Regions from separate parts of the Mus musculus genome. Here region 2 is linked to region 1. The links are chromatin contacts, called in public Hi-C maps. All regions are on one chromosome and are shown on one strand. The core of a region is the stretch at or near the end of the contact, and the rest is flanking DNA. Distances in the headings are between cores, read along the strand shown.

What was found. A called contact is a pair of places that touch in the nucleus more often than the background predicts.
Region 2: a contact with region 1 is called in a Hi-C map of bone marrow-derived macrophages, with 26 read pairs. The contact joins two enhancer-like sites. A contact is called at or near these places in 9 of 39 promoter capture datasets (the 3T3-L1 cell line, 3T3-L1-derived adipocytes, the C10 cell line and 4 more), 5 of 484 Hi-C or Micro-C datasets (bone marrow-derived macrophages, conventional type 1 dendritic cells, liver and 1 more) and 5 of 9 other capture datasets (adipose tissue, bone marrow-derived macrophages, liver and 2 more).

What each region holds. Positions count from the first base shown.
Region 1 is chr5:17,877,317-17,882,340 of GRCm38.p6, forward strand. It overlaps a transcript of Cd36 not described here. Among named protein-coding and RNA genes, the nearest start is that of Cd36, 44 kb to the left of the region's middle. Within about 2 kb of position 2,780, at least 28 of the 459 cell types and tissues checked have an H3K27ac peak or open chromatin away from gene starts, as enhancers often do. A contact at or near this core is called in bone marrow-derived macrophages, where this site is marked.
Region 2 is chr5:18,032,998-18,037,922 of GRCm38.p6, forward strand. No RefSeq gene overlaps it. Among named protein-coding and RNA genes, the nearest start is that of Gnat3, 73 kb to the left of the region's middle. Within about 2 kb of position 3,039, at least 34 of the 459 cell types and tissues checked have an H3K27ac peak or open chromatin away from gene starts, as enhancers often do. A contact at or near this core is called in bone marrow-derived macrophages, where this site is marked.

The sequences.
Region 1 (5,024 bases), core at 1,530-4,029:
AAGGTCAAAACAGCGATCTTAGTACTTACTGTACACCAGCAGCTCTGCTTGTTGGCGGAGCAGTTCTGAATGGCAGCGGAGATAATAAAAGGTGACTTTAAGGCTTCAGTTAGTGTTATGACATGAATAGAACCCTAATTCTTCCATTTTCTCAGTTTGTATAACAGTGATATATTTAGCTACAAAAAGCTTAACTTCAGTGTGTTGTAGAATAGTAGTTTAGTGTCTCAAATATAACTTAATATAAATATAAGGTCAAGTGGGGGGTCTTGAGTGGAAGATAGAAGAGGTAAGAGTTGGGAGAAAAAGTCAAGAGACAAAGTGCCTTCCCAAGGCCAGAGACCAATAAGCAAGGGATATCCACCATTCTTTTTTACATCATCTGGGATCTGGAAACAGATTCAAACCTCTACAACCTCTCAAAGGGGAAGCAGTGAATGATATTACATAGACTTCTGGCTTCATAGCAAGTGTTTAGACCATCTTATTAGAGAAAGGGTATACAATACAAAAATGTATCATGATTATTTAAGTATATAGGATGAAAGAGGGAGAGATATAGGAGAATGAAAGCAGCCAAACAAAGTGCAAGACAAGGAGATTCTCCAGGAAATGACCAGGCCAAATTTACAGTTGAAAACTTCTATAATGATTGAAGGAAAAAGCTGTTAAGACACTGGCGAAATGAAGAGTAGACATAAGCAAAGAAATTTACATAGTTATGTTAATATATTTAAGGTATTTAAAAACTCAACCATAGAGTTAATTGCATAAAGAAAATTTGTATTTTTTTTCCAGTTCAAGTGACTCTCTATTGCAAAACTAGGCATACAGAATAGCCTTTGACCACCAGGAAAGTTTGCATTTTTCATTGTAATAACATTGCAGACAACAATGTTAATCAGTAGATGTATACAAATAATAATAACCATATGTAAATCTGATGCTGAAGAAAAGGACTCGAAGAGTAATATGTCCCCAAATCACTAATACAACTTTATGTTTATTTGTAATGCACATTTTATATTGCTACTAACAAAATATCAACTCAATGGTCAACACATGATTCGTTAGTTTAATATTGTAACAATCAGAGTAAAGCATTAAAAGGGCAATTATGGGTTGTATTGGATATAAATAAACCTATGGCCTGAGCAGCTTTAATATTTCAAAGTATTTATTCTATACATGGCATGCCCAAAACATGTGCACGCATGAGCACACGCACACATATGAGACTCTAGGAGGAGTTATAAGGTTTATTTATATAATTATGGAAATGTGTGTGAGACAATAAAGATAACCAAAAAGAAAGCATGAATTTGAGAGAGCATTAAAGGCGGAAGGAGAACTTAGAGAAAGAGGAAATGAGGGGCACAGGAAAGAGGAAAGGGAAAGAGGAAAGGGAAAGAGGAAAGGATGCAATCACATTTTAATTTTTTGAAGTTATAATAAAAATGTAATATTTTAAGATCACAACACAGTATTGTATTCAATAAATGGTTATTTTAGGTTTTATGAAATAGTCATATGTCTGACTTGAAAGCAGCAACAATGAACATCCACCCTGGGAGAGGATAGTCCTTGAATAGAAAGAATGAACATTTTATTTGTTTAGATGTCATCATCAAAAAAAAAAAGGCAAACTGTGAAGTTTAATCAAAATAGCTTTTGATAGAATACAAAAGGTTGATCATCTTTCATGCCTCTTAACAATCACACTCGTAGCAAAACAACGACATTTTCTATTGAAATATCCAGTGTGTTTTCTCTATCTTATGAGCTAGAGAGGAAATTACAAGAGGAACTTTCTTAGAATCTTATTCCAAACTTGTGTAGAAATGGTGTTTTTTATACAGCCTTTATAATGTAAGTTTGCAGGGTGTTGTGGAAAACAGCCAACTCGTGAGAGCTGACCTAGTCCTACCAATAGACACTGTTTGGCATTCATAACTAGGCTTTCATGTTCTTCTTTAGATAATACCTCTCTGAGATCATAATGAATAAATACTAAAGAAAACCACTCTATAATCATATGTGAACACAGGGAAATTATGAACATCTAAGCCACAGAAACCACGACTTTTTCCACACACTGTGACAACTGCTTCCTTGTCAATTACATCTTTAGCATCATTCTAGTCTCTCCTCTGCCTAGAGAGATTAAAATTGTCTTATCTCACCATCAACTTCAGCTCCCCAACTTTATATTCCTTCCCTAATTTACCAACTGTAATTAAATTCCATCCAATTTTTTAAAAATTTTAGAGTTTCTGTTATTGTTTGGATGTTAATGGAACCAAAAATTCCATATGCTGAAAACATTGTCTTATGAATCAGTGTTCCAACTGGGACAACTGAGAGCTGTTTAAGACATGAAGGCCATAAATTCATGAATGGATTAGTCCATTCATGCATTCATAATTCAAAGGGATATTATAAAGGTATAGAAAATTTAGAAGGCAGAATTAGTAAAAAGCAGGGAACTGGTTTCCTTTGCCCCTTTTCCTATGCTCTTTCTCTCCACATTTGCTCTAGCAAATTAACTTTGTTAAAATTCACTTTACATCCTGATTGAGAACCCCATTTCTCCTCTCTTCCTAGTCCCATGCTTACAAATTCTTCCCCTTTCCCGCCCCTTTGGGTACCACCCCATGCTGCTCTGCTATAATGCTCTGATTCACTGCAAGTCCAGAAATAATGGAACTTCTACAGCATCTAATGACATCATTTCCCCTTTAACTTGTTATACTCAGCTATTTCTTTTTTTCAGTGATGGAAAAATTGCTCAACACAAGTGCTTACTGAGTCACTGTCACTTTGACATACTATATGTTACCTCCTTGTAATAATTAACATCTTCAACCACAGATGTTTTCTGGCAGTCAGCAGAGACAGTGTTAATAGGAACCTAAGTATGAGGAACTCCCAATGCTCTGTATGTTTGGAAGCATAACCTTTGAGAATTTTCAAGAAATCTAAATGTACCTTCTAAGAAGGAGAAACTCTGGGCTAAGAGGAAGAGTAGTGTTAAGAAGTCATCGGGAAATCACCAGGAGGTCACTGGGATAGAGGCTACCTACTCAGGAGTCATGCAGCACCTTAGAGCTTTTTCATAGTTCTATTTCAAAAGAAGGCCAGGAACTGTTCATCTATATGAGCAAGATATCACTCAAAGGAAAAACCCTGGCCACAATGTTATGATGTTGTTATTATAGAAATGTCCATCAGAAGAGTATAATATGGTTTGAGAACAAAACATTCTTCTATCTAGTAACAAGCAAACTCATGATTTTTGAATAGCATTTAAAGAAGAAATAGACAGACACAATATAGAGAGGAAGTTAAAATCTTAAATAATCTGTGTCTCAGTAAACAAGGCACAAATTTCTGGGTTTTTTTTAAAGCAACAGTGATAATAATTGTTACATTATAATTATGACAATTATTTTAAAGCAGGCATCAAGAGTGCCAAGTTCAGTACTCCAGTGTCTACTACCGGTTTTTGAGAAATAATATTCTAAGCCTAGCCTGGTTTACTCCACTGTCAGAGCAAGCTGCATTTTTTCACTGCCTTGTGCCCTATATTTGTTTTCCAATCCCTAGTAGCCTGGAAAGATTTAAAATTAACTCAGACTCTGAGCACGGCACTCCCTGTATGATGCATGTCCTTCCCTAATCTTATCTTGCCCTCAACCCTTTGCCTACATAGCAAGCACCTGCTGGCCAGTCATGCCTGCAACCCAAACCATATTCTGATATGTCTCTCCTCACTGTCAGATTAACACCAAGCACACAGACAAAGAGTGTGTCAAACCTGTTTGATCTTATTTGCATTTTCTGGTTCTGAGGCTTTTATCCTGCCTTTTAAGTTGTTTCTGGTATAAATTGGCAGAATATATTTGAACTTTACAGTCCTCACGTTGCTTGGAATTTACTTTTTATTTTCTTTTTCTAAAATAATATTGTTTATTTTTCGTTTAATGTGTATGAGTGTTTTGCCTGTAAATATGCTGCACAGTATGTGTGTGGTGCCCAGGCAGGCCAGAATAGGGCACTGGATCCCCTGAAATTGGAGTAACAAGACAGTTGTGAGCAGCCATGTAGATGCTGGCAATTAAGCCCTGGTCCTCTGGAAGGGCAACCAGTGACTCATCTCTCCAGTCCCTCAACTATTATTTTTTAAAGATACAATTTCCTCTGTTGTTTACACTCAAACTTCATGATGATCTGCCTGTCTCAGCCGTCCCAGTACTGTGGTTACAGAAATTAGAGACCTCATTCACATGATTCTGGACTTTATTTTGGATACAAATAAGCACAAGCCTGGGATCCTCCCCAAGTAGATCACAAGTCATCTGAAGGACATAGTCCTAAACCATTGATTGAGTTAGAATGTGACAGACACTCCCAGGTGTTGAGAGTGAATGCCAGAGAGAGCAGAAGGAGGTGCTGTGGCACAGGTAGTGGAAGGAGCCATGACATACTTGAGGACTGCAGAAGGCAAGCCCAAGTATAGGGTGGAGTGGCGTGGTTTTGGTAAGGTTTTAGTATAATGTATGAATCACTAAGAAAATGGGCTTTAAAAATATCTTGGGCCATGTAATAGCATCTAGTGCTGCAAATTTCCTTCAGTAAATTTTCATTCTATTATATTTAAGTCAAAGAACAGAACAGCCATTGAACAGAACCAGTTGGTGGTAAGACCAGAGTAAGCTGCTAAAGAAACTAGGAAGGAAATGTAGAGCTGACTTAGCACGTGGGTGTAGAAAGGAGATATTGGGAAAGGTTTCAGAAACATGGACAAGTCATGGATCACCATGACAATGAAATTGGTAGCTGGACCATGCACACATTTAGCTAGTTGGGGGAACTATCCCAGGTTTGAGGACTAAGTATCAAAATTAAAGGAGGTACCACTGGCACTGAAGAAAACATTTGGTTAGTACTGTTTGAGTTTTTTGAGTTAGTACATGTTTTCTAGATGAAGAATCCTGACTCAATCTTTTGATCTTTCTGCTTAA
Region 2 (4,925 bases), core at 1,789-4,288, 160 kb after region 1:
CCAGACAATTAACTCATTCCATTGAATGAAAAAACTTTTAGTATTTAGCCTGGTACTTCCCAAAGGCAATGCTATACTGCAGACATACAAACAGCATTCAACCTTAACTAATATATTTTTTCTACTTGAAGGTCTAAATGACAATTTTATTATTATGAGGAAAAATGTGTTTCTGCCTTTAGCAAAACATGGGTCAGATGAAACTCAAAGTGTATTTAAGAATCAGGAAAAACAGGACAAGGTTTCTAAGTCTATTAGAGATTAAACTGATTTTTATTTCAGGCTGTATGACTAAAAATAGACACATATGGGAAGGAAGAAATACTGGAAGAAGACAGAAGGCTTCATTTCTTAAATCATGGATAGACAATGCCATCCATTTGATCTTCCCTCCGTTGCAGATATAAAGTTATTAAGTCATTAAGCTGGCGCTGGTGAACTTTACCTTTCTAGCACTAAGACAAGGGTTAAAAATGAAAGCTCATGGCTTCCAATTTGAATTTTTTGCTCTAAAAACCACAAGATTTTTTTTTGTGATTCCATAATAAAGGGGTGCCTTTTTAACATCTAAATAATACAATGATTTGTGCAGTTTTATTGATATTTACTTATATATCCTTACAGGTTACTCATATATAAACCAGAGAGTAAGTATATTTACATTTTGGTCCTTGAGAAATCAGGAATGAATAAATGTGAGTATGTATTTCAAAATACTAATTGTTTAGTGCAGGCAGGATGGGACATTATTACAAGGTGCATATTTCATGAGGAATTATAAAATAAAATTTTATTTTGAATTTCAGCACATTTTATCATTCATTTGTGTATTTATTTGTTCAATGTGTATACTTCATCTGCCACCAGGTAAATACTGTGTTCAATGAGGAGGATAAAAAGTCCAGAGAAAAGTAAGTCACAAATTATACCTTGCTAAAACTCCCAGGATATGGAGAAGAAAGCAATTATAAAAAAATGTTAGAAATAAATACAAAATGCAGATGTTATAAGCACAATAATAGATTCAATAAAAATGTATACTGTAGTTCATTATTTAGTGTGAGGCATCCGACAGGCTTCCTCTAGAAAACTAAGCTTGAACTGTGATTGAAGATGTAATGATGAGAGGAAGGGAGTAAGACATAGTTACATGTTCAAATCCTCTGAGGTGAAAAAACCATTGAGGTATAGAAAAACCAGAAGTCACCAGGGAAGGGAACTGTGAATTCAGATCAAAAGGATCGGATGAGATGATGCACAGTATTTTAAGATGCAGACAAGGTTTTACATTTTATTTTATAAACAAATGTTTCGTCATAGTCTGGGATGATTTGGTTTGAAATTTTAGAAGATCTCCTTTAACCACCCACTTGGTTGTGTAGAAAAATGAGCAAAAGGAAAGAGACTATATTGTACACGTGAGTGGAAAGCTAATGAAAATGGGCCATAGTTATTGTAATTACTTGAGTCAGGTCATTAAAGATAGATAAAAGGCACAGAAAGTGTGACACAGTCCTGATGACAGTCCCACGTACATGATGGTTAGCTCATCTATAAGATACTGAGAGGACTGGGTAGTGAAGAGATGTCAGAGAAGCTTGTTAAGTGCTAAGACTGGGAGTGACAGACGAGGCCCAAGTTTGAGAAGAAGAGGTTACAGGATGGCATTTTGAACATGCTCCATTTGAGGGGCCTTGGGTCACCTCAGTAAAGCCAGGTAGACAATGTAAATTTCTGGAATGCAGAGATGTCTAAACCAAAGATAGGCAGTTGAAATAACAAACAAAGACTAGAAAGGAAAAGTGTGGGCTAAAAGAATTGCCCAAGGTCGTAAACTAATACTATAGCGCAGATAAAACAGAACTTACTTGGAGACACATCCCTGAAGAACACTTAATCTTCCTTTCGTAGCAGCCCAGCCATCAGTTGCTAATATTTACTTAGCTGTGGAGTCTATTCTAATCCTCACTGGAATTTGGGCTAGCTTGTTCTTGTTTCGGTCTTGTGTGTGCAAGTGGGAAACAGTTTCACAACAGCTCTCCACTATTCCCGGGCCTTAGAACCTCTCTGTCCCCTTCTTCAGCAATGATCCTCAGTCCATGAAGAGGTGGAATGTGATGCAGATGTACCATTTAGGGCTAAGCACTCCATAGTTCCTTATACTCTATTCATTGACTAGTTGTGCTCATGTTCCAGTGGATGGTCCTGTACCCATCACAGACTGGCAGTACTAAGTGGACTTGGTGGGCTCAAAATGAGCACATGATACTGGATGGGGGTACAGTAAGAGTCAGAGGAGAGTCAGTAAGAAGTAGATTTAATCAACATGATAAGCTCACATATGGAAGTATTTCTGAAGTGTTCAGTCACAAATGAGAGAATTAGACAAATACAAAGAATCTCATTTGTCACAGCGAAGGGTGAGGGAGAAGCCTTAGGCAGAAAGCAGCCCTAGGCATGAAACCCCTAGCTAAGCTGACTAAAGTCTGACGGCTCCAGGAGACACATCTGACACTCAAGCACTCCAGGAGTCCTCGTCACAAGGGAATCTCCACAATTCTGTGTGCTTTCATTGTGAATATTGGGGAGACACCTTCTGTCCTTCTGTAACATAGGAGGGAAAAGAATGATTTTGAAAATTCACTTGAGCCTCTTCTTATCAAGACATGTTCCTGAAAACTAACCACTGGAGCTTTGTGTTGTGTTGTTTTGTGTTTTGTTTTGTTTTGTGTGTGTTTTTTTTTTTTCAGATTCTCCTTGGGAAAAGAAAACAAGCATTCCTAACATTCTCTCCCCTACTCTCTGCTCACGTCTTACTAGCACATTACTAAAGGCTTCGCCTTTTAGCCAGTAGTACATCATGTCCAGCCATGAAGAGCACATTAGAAAGAATATTGAAAAGTGGACAAAACAAAGAAGCCAACAAAAAAACCATAGTCAAAGGGTTTGACGAATGAGCCAGAGAAACAGGTTTAAGCACTGCAGAGGTATCCCAATCATCAGGCTAGGACAGGAAAAAAAAAAGCCCTATGAGTCACACGCTGTAAAAAGTAGACAGGATGTAAAAACAGATGGGCAGCGTAAGCAGAAACATGGAAATTCTAGAAACAAGTAAAAAAAAAAAAGAACCCACTGCAGATAAAAACTAGATCTAGTAGATTAGATACGCCTGAAGAAGGACTCTGAGCTAGAGGATATGCTGATAACAACTAACGATGTGAAAGAACAAACAGAAAATAAAAGCTAAAAATAAAAACAAAATGTGCATGAATTGTGGAGAGACTGCAAAGGGAGCCACACACCCATGAGAACCAGACGGAGAAGGGAGGTGGGAAGGAAGCGAGCACGTCATCACGAAGCTCTGAGACAAGCATACAGGATAGCAGAAATCCACACTGGGGCATGTCAGCCTTGAACTTGAGGAAGTAAGATAAAAAGGAGGCCTTGAAAGAAGGCAAAGAAAGCACAGCTAAAGTAGAGTAAATAGTTGACGTGCGTGAGCAACTGGAGTCAGAGGACACGAACTCAGTGGCAACTAGAGACAGAGTCCTCTCCAAAACCGCTGAGTCAGTGCGGTGCTCTGTGCCTCTAATTCCAGCACCAGGAAGTCTGAGGGAGGACCAAAGGCCTACACAGTAAGCTTGTCCTTGTAACAAAAAAAGAAGGAAAAACCAAAAACCTAAAAAACCAAAAACCAAAAAGACAAAATAACAAAAAACAAACAACAAAAAAACTAGTAGCTATTTGAAAGGTGACACTAAGCCTTGAATAACAATGATGCGTGGTTTGCAGCCTTGATTTCAGACCTGTGAGACACAGAACATATAATAGCCAATACTTCAGTCACTGAGCTTAGAAACGGTAAGGCACCATTCTTATTTCAGTTATGGTTCCTTTTTATTATATCAAGGGAAAGCTAATAGAGCCAGGAGTGGGGCACAGCTAGTGAAAGAGAGATTTAGATGCCTCTAAAGCCCACGGGATATTATTTCCTTATTTATTTTCTTTATTTTATGTTCCTGTGAATAACTCTTTTAATATGTTTTTCTTAAATTAAGTAAATCTGCACATACACATACACACACACTCACACATGTGCACACACACATACACACATTCACATACACACAGACACATAGATACAGACACACACACACACACACACACACACACACACACACATACACACAAAAGTTCCTGAGGCTGGGGAAAGGCTCAAAGGGTAAAAGGAATGGGTCCACAAAGATTATGACCTAATTTGCTCCTCAGAACCCACTTGAAAAGCCAGACACAAGGACAGGTATTTGTAATGCTGGTGGGTCACTAGAAGAATGGGAGGCAGAGGAGACTCAGGCAGGAGTTGGCAGGCCACATGGCCTGACAGAACCACAACTGCAAAAACAACAAGAGGTCCTGCCTCAACAAGACAGGAAGGAACAAACAATTCCTGCAACGTGTCCTGTGACCTCTACATATGCACTGTGGCACATGTGTGCAAAAACATACAAACTAACAACAAGAAGAACAGTAACTACAACAACAAGAACAGTAAATCTAAACCTTTGACCTTTTATGCCTCCAGTTACCCCTTAGTCATTGAAGATGCTAGTCCAGGACAGAGCTCTAAGGCCTTCTTGTCTATGAGCTGCCTGTGGTTGTATGCTGATGCATATATTCATTTAGGTTGAGAACTGTGAACTGGGACCATATGCTAACAGTCCCACTTGACATGGTGGGTGTTCTCCATTGCAAGCTATTCGACAGCCTTCTTACCTTTAACATTGCTGAGTGCCTCGCTTTCTATCATTCAAAAGTAAACTGCTTCTGACAGGTTGAATGTGCTGGTGGTGATAATAAAGGTGGCTGAACCTGGCAGAATTATTACACTTGGAAGTATTTTTTAGGTTTTGTTTGTGTTTTTTCTT